Linked DNA regions of Gossypium arboreum: region 2 is linked to region 1. The links are chromatin contacts, called in public Hi-C maps. All regions are on one chromosome and are shown on one strand. The core of a region is the stretch at or near the end of the contact, and the rest is flanking DNA. Distances in the headings are between cores, read along the strand shown. Region 1 holds the start of LOC108473273 (non-specific lipid-transfer protein 4-like). Region 2 holds the start of LOC108465243 (transmembrane 9 superfamily member 2-like).

Evidence for each region. Hi-C and Micro-C count contacts between places; a contact is called where the count stands out from the background.
Region 2: a contact with region 1 is called in a Hi-C map of leaf, with 3 times the contacts expected there. The contact joins the promoter of LOC108465243 here to the promoter of LOC108473273 in region 1. A contact is called at or near these places in 2 of 5 Hi-C or Micro-C datasets (both in leaf).

The regions. Positions count from the first base shown.
Region 1 is chr1:43,762,128-43,765,462 of ASM2569848v2, reverse strand. It overlaps LOC108473273 (non-specific lipid-transfer protein 4-like), which reads right to left and starts at 1,687. Exons shown (of 2, transcript XM_017774785.2): 1 at 1,264-1,687; 2 at 1-34. The coding sequence starts at 1,612. The coding sequence ends at 18.
Region 2 is chr1:43,909,481-43,913,102 of ASM2569848v2, reverse strand. LOC108465243 (transmembrane 9 superfamily member 2-like) reads right to left here and starts at 1,901. Exons shown (of 7, transcript XM_017765567.2): 1 at 1,596-1,901; 2 at 1,371-1,411; 3 at 690-1,275; 4 at 458-595; 5 at 172-328; 6 at 1-69. The coding sequence starts at 1,753. It overlaps LOC108465242 (probable potassium transporter 17), which reads right to left. Exons shown (of 8, transcript XM_017765566.2): 8 at 2,539-3,622. The coding sequence ends at 2,897.

The DNA of each region.
Region 1 (3,335 bases), core at 438-2,937:
CCTTCATGGTTTCTTTCTTATGGGACGGTGTACCCTGAAAAGTATCAAAATTTTAATTGTTAGCCTCAGCATATTAGCATAATTAAGATTAATAAAACCTTTAAAGGAAAAAAAAAGTAATTAAGTAGTGTTTTATTATGCTCTTTAAATTTAGGATTTTACTTTTTGCTTCACTTCTTTTCTTGACAACCAATCAAGTAAAAAAGTGAAAATAGTGGGATTTCTTTAGGGTTTAGGGTTAATTAGTGTTTCTAGACATAAAAAAGATATTATTAAATTATAGGCTTAATAACAAATTTAGCCACTATCGCTTATATTTTGTCAAATAACAAGACGATATGAAATTTTATACGTGGAATATTTTTAATGAGATGTAATTTATTACTTAGGTAACCCAATAAAATAATTACATGTGGAAAATAATAAAATAAATAAATAAATCATGAAGTTAAAAATAACTCTTAATTAAAAGAAAATAAACTTAATTATCTAAAGAAAGTTTCAAAATGAATACACACATTTAGTATTTTCAGTTTGATTTATTAATTATCTTTTGAAACCTCTCTGTATGCATTCATTTTGAAATCCTTTTAGACAATTACATTTATTTTCTTTAAATTAAGAGTTATTTTTTAATTTCATGTGTGATTTATTTATTTTATTATTTTTACATGTAATTATCTTATTGGGTTACTTAAGTAATAAATTACATTTCATTAAAATATTTCATAACATCTACATTAATTTTTTAATGGTACTTTCATCAAATCATTTAGAAAAAATAGTTTAAAGAAAAACAAAGATTGGTGACCAAAAATACTCAAAATTACAGTTAGGACCATTTTGATAAAAAATATAAACATTAATAACCAAATTTGTCATTAATCTTAAATTATATTACAATATGGATTTTATTATATTCCTAAAAGACTCATTGTTAAAGTAAATGGGAAAAAAAGGTAAAAGCCCATTGAAAAGAATGAGGGTGCCTTGGACCACTCATCACTTGAGGCTTATCCTATTAATTTTCAAAAGCCCCAAAAGGAAATATGCAAATAACCTACCATTTGCCAGTCTTGAGCCCAAAACGTGGCATTAGTTTATGTAAAAGTTGGATAAATTTAAACAGCACTTTCAAAAGATAAAGAGCAAAGCAGTAACTACTGTATTACGGCCTTTTTTTGTTATAGTATTGGTATATATGGAATTTAAAATCGGAAAAAAGGAGGGTAAAAAGTAAACAGAATGGGGTAGTGTACTTACTTCCACATTTTTTGCCAGCTTGCCTGTTCCTAATATTGCATTTTTTGGGAATGGCAATAGCAATCCCAGGCATGATCCCGGCTTGCTTTGCCAATGGTGATAACAAAATAGCACAAAGGCACCTTGGAGAAGTCCTGAGTAAGGCACCCACCTTGGCGCAGCAAGCTGGAGGAACTTTAGCCCTTGCATTCCGAGCCGCTCCCAGGCATGGGCTTAAGCTTGCTGCAGTCGACCTGATTGGGGTCCTCCCACACTCTCCTGCTGCACCTACATCACTGACCAATGCATTCAAACTTATCCAAAACAAAAACAAAACAACCAGACAATAAGGTTTCAAGCTCAAAGCCATCTCTGTTACACTCTGCGAAACTCACTCTTTTTCCACACTGATTTTGCTGACCTCCACCAATGCATATTTATACACACATTTAAAAAAAAGGGGGGGGGGTGGGTTCGGCCTTAGGGGTGGTGAAATTTGGGTTTAGTGCGGTGGTTGTGGGAGACTTACGTGGAAGCATTTTGTGTTTTCTTCTTCCCTTAGGTTATTCAAGATGTAATGACTAGTTGAATGTTCCCACTGAAAGGATCCATCGCTTGTTACTTTGGTAGATTTTGGTTCATAAATGCTATTTCCTTGGCTTTTTTGTTTAAATTTTCTGGCATGTTCTCTTCTTCAGGTTGCCTTAGGGTAGTTGGCAGTGTGAACATATGCATCGAAGGGTTTCCGTTATCTTTTTGGCATGCTTGGAGACTTTCAATAATTTGCTCCACTATGATATATTGAAATATAATAGACTATACGTGGCTTAAACTTATTAACCTACTGCTGGATATGACCTTATCTCAATAAGAAAAGCATATACATGATGTATGTGCTCTCCTATATGCTTTCATATAACCTATATTGTTTCTTACATAACAACGCCATGCATGATCAATGAAAATCAAAGCAGAAAATAATTAAAACAACATATATTTAGTGATTTCAACCAAAAATCTGAAATTAAATCAAGAGTCAAGCAAATTGGATTACAACCTAATTATTAGTCATTATTATCCTCAAACACACTCCAGCTAAAAGAACACATCTTATAGAAAAGGATTATACGAAACTGTGATTCTATATTATCCTTGTCTCTTTCTAATGGGAGAATAACAAATCAGATTTTTCCTCTTGATTTTCTGCATTTTTAGTTGGATATGAAATTTTTCAAGAGAAAAAAGTTAAAAATCAAGAGGAAAAATCTGATTTGTCATTTTCACATTAGAAAGGGATAAAGATAACATGAAATTACAGCTTCATATAATCCTTTCTCTACATCTTATTACATAATTACTATTTGTTTCATTTTATACCTTTTTCTAAATTTAATATACTTCTTTACTATTAAAAATAAAATATTTATTTTATAAATTATTAAGAGAATATATGTTATTCACTATTACCACATTTCTAGTCTTGAGATTGATATTAATTTTTGACAAAATATTATAATGAAAGGTCCAACAACTGTTTAAATTTTAATGACAGAGTTTTGATTTTACTAATTGTTGAGTGCACTTCAATATTTTCTTTTCACTAATTGTTCTCTTTAGCTAAGGAGATTTTTTAGTAGCTTTTTTGTATTGTGTTTATTTATTTATTTAAATTTGCTAGTTTGTGAAAGAAGTGAAATTAGGTTTTTGGTAAATTGGTTAACGGAAGTAACTGATGGTCACGAGGTTAACTTAAATTTTAACTAAGACAAGTGCACCTATCAATTGTAACTACAAGTACTTGTAATTATTGTCTTTTTATTATTTAACTGAATAATTCGAATGATCTATTAAAACTAAAATTAGCTAATTTAATTAACTAACGAACACGACAAAGAACAAAACACGAAAATAATCGAGTAACAAACAAGAAACGAAACAATGCCGAGGAAAGAATCCGTTTAGATTTAATCTTCCACCAGCAATCTAAGTTACACAATTTCTTCACTTAACACATTGACTTGTAGAAATCACTAAATTATGCTAATATCTCTTTCGAGCATAAGAGCAACTAACTCTAGGTTGATTAATTGAAA
Region 2 (3,622 bases), core at 652-3,151, 150 kb before region 1:
GTTAAGGAAGCAGAATGTAAGAAACAAGGGCCCACAGAAAAGGCAGCCAGTCAATAACAGATTCCTAACCTGTTTATCAGAGAAATCATGTAAATAAATTAGACCACTTAGAACCATAAATTTTAGAAACACCACATTAACATTTCATACTAAAAAACCATCTAGACATACCCAGTTTGTCCCTTCAAGCTGACAGTAGAAAGAAGTTGCTACGTAGCCTGCAATCCCTGACGTGAGGGCATATATTACCACCAGGGCAGTAAATAGAGCTCCTCTGTTGTATGGATAAAAGACACCAACCAGTGCAAGCATAAAAATGAAGACCGTTCTGATAGGCATACAAAGTTTCAAAGAAATTAGAGAGGGACATCAACTATTGACATAGATTTAGGAATGCATTAAAAGTCACTTCACAATTCTGAAAGAAACAAAAATACAAAACACGTGGAATCCTTACAAAGTGAACAGCTGTGTTCCAGATCCGAGAGCAGCAGCAAAGAGAGATTTGTACTTTGGGAAACGGAATACGTCTCCATGAATATACTTCCATCCAGTCTCTTCTTGATCATCAGCTGCTTCTTCATCTTGACCGTACCTGTTATAACAAATCAAATATTTATAGCAACAAAATGAAAGAAATAAAAGTAAGAGAATTATATCCAAATAAGGAAAGATATAACAGATCTCACTTAATGAAATCATTCTTCAAGACCCGCATGAGAATTGTTGCAAGGAAACCAGTCAAAAGGAGAACCGTCACACAAGAGTTGATAATTGAAAACCAATGAATCTCTAAATGATGCGGCAAAGAAGAAGACATGGAATATCTCTCCATCCTCTTCTCAAAAGGAGTATCAGTTTCCTTCCATTTCACAGTGTACATAAACTCAGCATCAACTTCCTTATCCTCAGTCAAGTCCACGAGCAAATGTGGATCCATCCTTGCGCTGATCTCAATAACACGATCCTTGTTATAAAGTACATCAAACTGAATATGCTTGTAAAGGTAATACTTGTACTCACTGGGATCAGCTTTTCCTTCCTTATCAACTTTGCCAATAAAACCCCAGATAGGCAAATCATCATAGTACATTTGGAAATAATAATCTTTTTCGACCGCCTTTCGGAAAAAGACAACCTCATCCTTTGAAAGTTTCTTCTTACAAACAACGGAAGAATCTTTTTCCTCTTTAAAATTCAGTTTATAAGGAGCACTGACGAGTCGATCTCCATTCAATACCTCACCTAATGCTTCTTTCTTCTCCTTTACATGATCTAAATTCCATTCCAAAAACCAACACCATTTATTAAATCTAAATTGAATTGCTTAAGATCTAATTTAAAAATAAAAACAAGAGAAAAAAAAGAACCTGGAGAACAGAAGGGCAGATCAAAGTAGCGATAGGTTTCACTGGAAACAAACAAACAAATAAATAATTTGAAGAATAAACCCCCAATCCAAAAAAATAAAAAGTTGTAAATATGAGATTGGAACTTGAATGTTCCAAAGGTGGGTATGGAATGAAGGCATTGAATTGTAAAGACGAGCAACAATCAGATCTAGTAATGAAGGAAGGAAATAAAAGGGTTACCACCTGGGGTTGTGGAAAGGGCCGACCTTGTTGGCGTAGAGAGGGACAGGGTCACCTTCTTTGTAACGGTGGTCGGAGGCGTCGGATCTAACATGGGAAACACAAGAGAGGATAAAAACTCCGAGGATTACAAAGGCCGGAGAGTTGCCAAAGTTTCTCATTTGGGTAGGATAATAATGAGAGAAAAAGGAAGATGTGTGAAAGGATTTGTGAAATTCTGCAATGCAATATATACATATGATGAGAAAAAAAAGAGAGAGAAACAAAAAGTGGGTATATCACATCACATATCATATACGGAGATATATAGCATTTTCTTTTTCTTTGTAAATAATATTAGATTATTTATTATAATAATAAAAAGTTGTTAATAATTTGAATTGAATCTAGATAAGCAAAATTAGATAATATTTACAGTAGAAAAAATTAGATGATATTAAAATGGTTAAAGTGTAATGTTAGTGTCTATACTTTAACTTAAAAAGTTAAAAATTCAATTCTTTTCACTTTTTCAATTTATAAATTTTAGTTTAGTCATTATCTTCATTAAAATTTCAGTTAAAATTTATCAATATAACATGTTTATTTTCCATCAATTATATGTCGCATTACATTAGGAAAACTTAATTAATATGCCAAATTAACAACTTTTAACCGAAAATACTTATAATTTTAATGATGGAACTGAAATTTTTAAATTAAAAAAGTGGGACTTAATTTGTAACTTTCAAAGTATAGTAATTAAATTTCAAATTTTATCACAATACAAAAACAATTAACATAATTTAACCTATTAAAATCCGTGTAAAGCCCATCACCTAAGGTAGTTTTGCCTCTTTGGTTTGGAGAAACAGTACGTAGTGGTGGAGTCAACCACCTGACTGTATAAAATAATGGCTATGTAATGACTTTTTTTTTTTACAAGAAAAGACGAGACTACAAACAGTTATACAATAACCATTCTTAGCATACTAACACCATGGAGGTCGTCACAAACAAGGAGTACTTCATATGGAGGCTGCTATTGAATTTAACAGTTACTGTTTAGTCTAAACTAAATTTTCAAAAGTTGAAATAGGAACTAAAATCAACTAAATTAAAGCACAATAACTATATCAACATTTATGCATAGTCCAAGGACTAACAACAAAATTTAACCATGGAACAAGTCGCTAAAAATGGGATGAATCAACTCACAATCTGATATGGCTTGGTTGTAAAGCTTCAACATATACTTTAATTTTTTTTCTTCTTTTTCCGTGGAAGTGAACTTGGTACTTGATGTGCCTGTTACAATCATCTATTCAAGCTTCGTAAAACATCCCAACCTCCAGACACTGCGGCAGCGGCACCCCAAGAACAGGCAGTGCAGGCCTACAGTTTTTGTGCAACACTTCGTAGAAGGCAAGCATGAATCTGTCAAAGAAGCTGGTGCTCTTGCCTATGTGAAACCTTGCTTTTCCTCGAACATGAATTACACCTGCTGTTTTTGCCTCGCTCAGTTCTGAAATCTCCTCTTGAACTGGCATATGATCAGACGGTAAACTGGAGCAGTTTTCTATATGCTCTTGCAAGCTATCCAAAACTTGACTAACAAAGTTGTCTCCTTCAAGGTTTAGGGAATCAGCATAACCATATTGAATCACACATGCATAAACTCCTCTAAGGCCCAACTCTTTCACCACAATCCTCTCATGTGGAGAAACTTTAGGAACCAGTAGATATCTAAGTGTTGTAAAAATAGTAACCTTGTGAAGCGATCTCATGTTTTTAGTATAATGTCCTAGGATGGGAGTCAATCCGTTTTGTATTTTAGTGTAAAAGAAGCACAATCCGGGAACCCTTTGCACACTCGGGTCAGATAACAGCATTCCAAGTCTTCCCAAGTCAATCTTGTGAGTTAGTTCATACTGTATCTTCCTCTGTCTCCCGTAGTACCAACCGAACATAATGAAGGCAAGTATAAAAGATATGGCAAATGGAATCCATCCACCTTCAGGAATTTTGGTCAGAACTGCACTAACGTATAC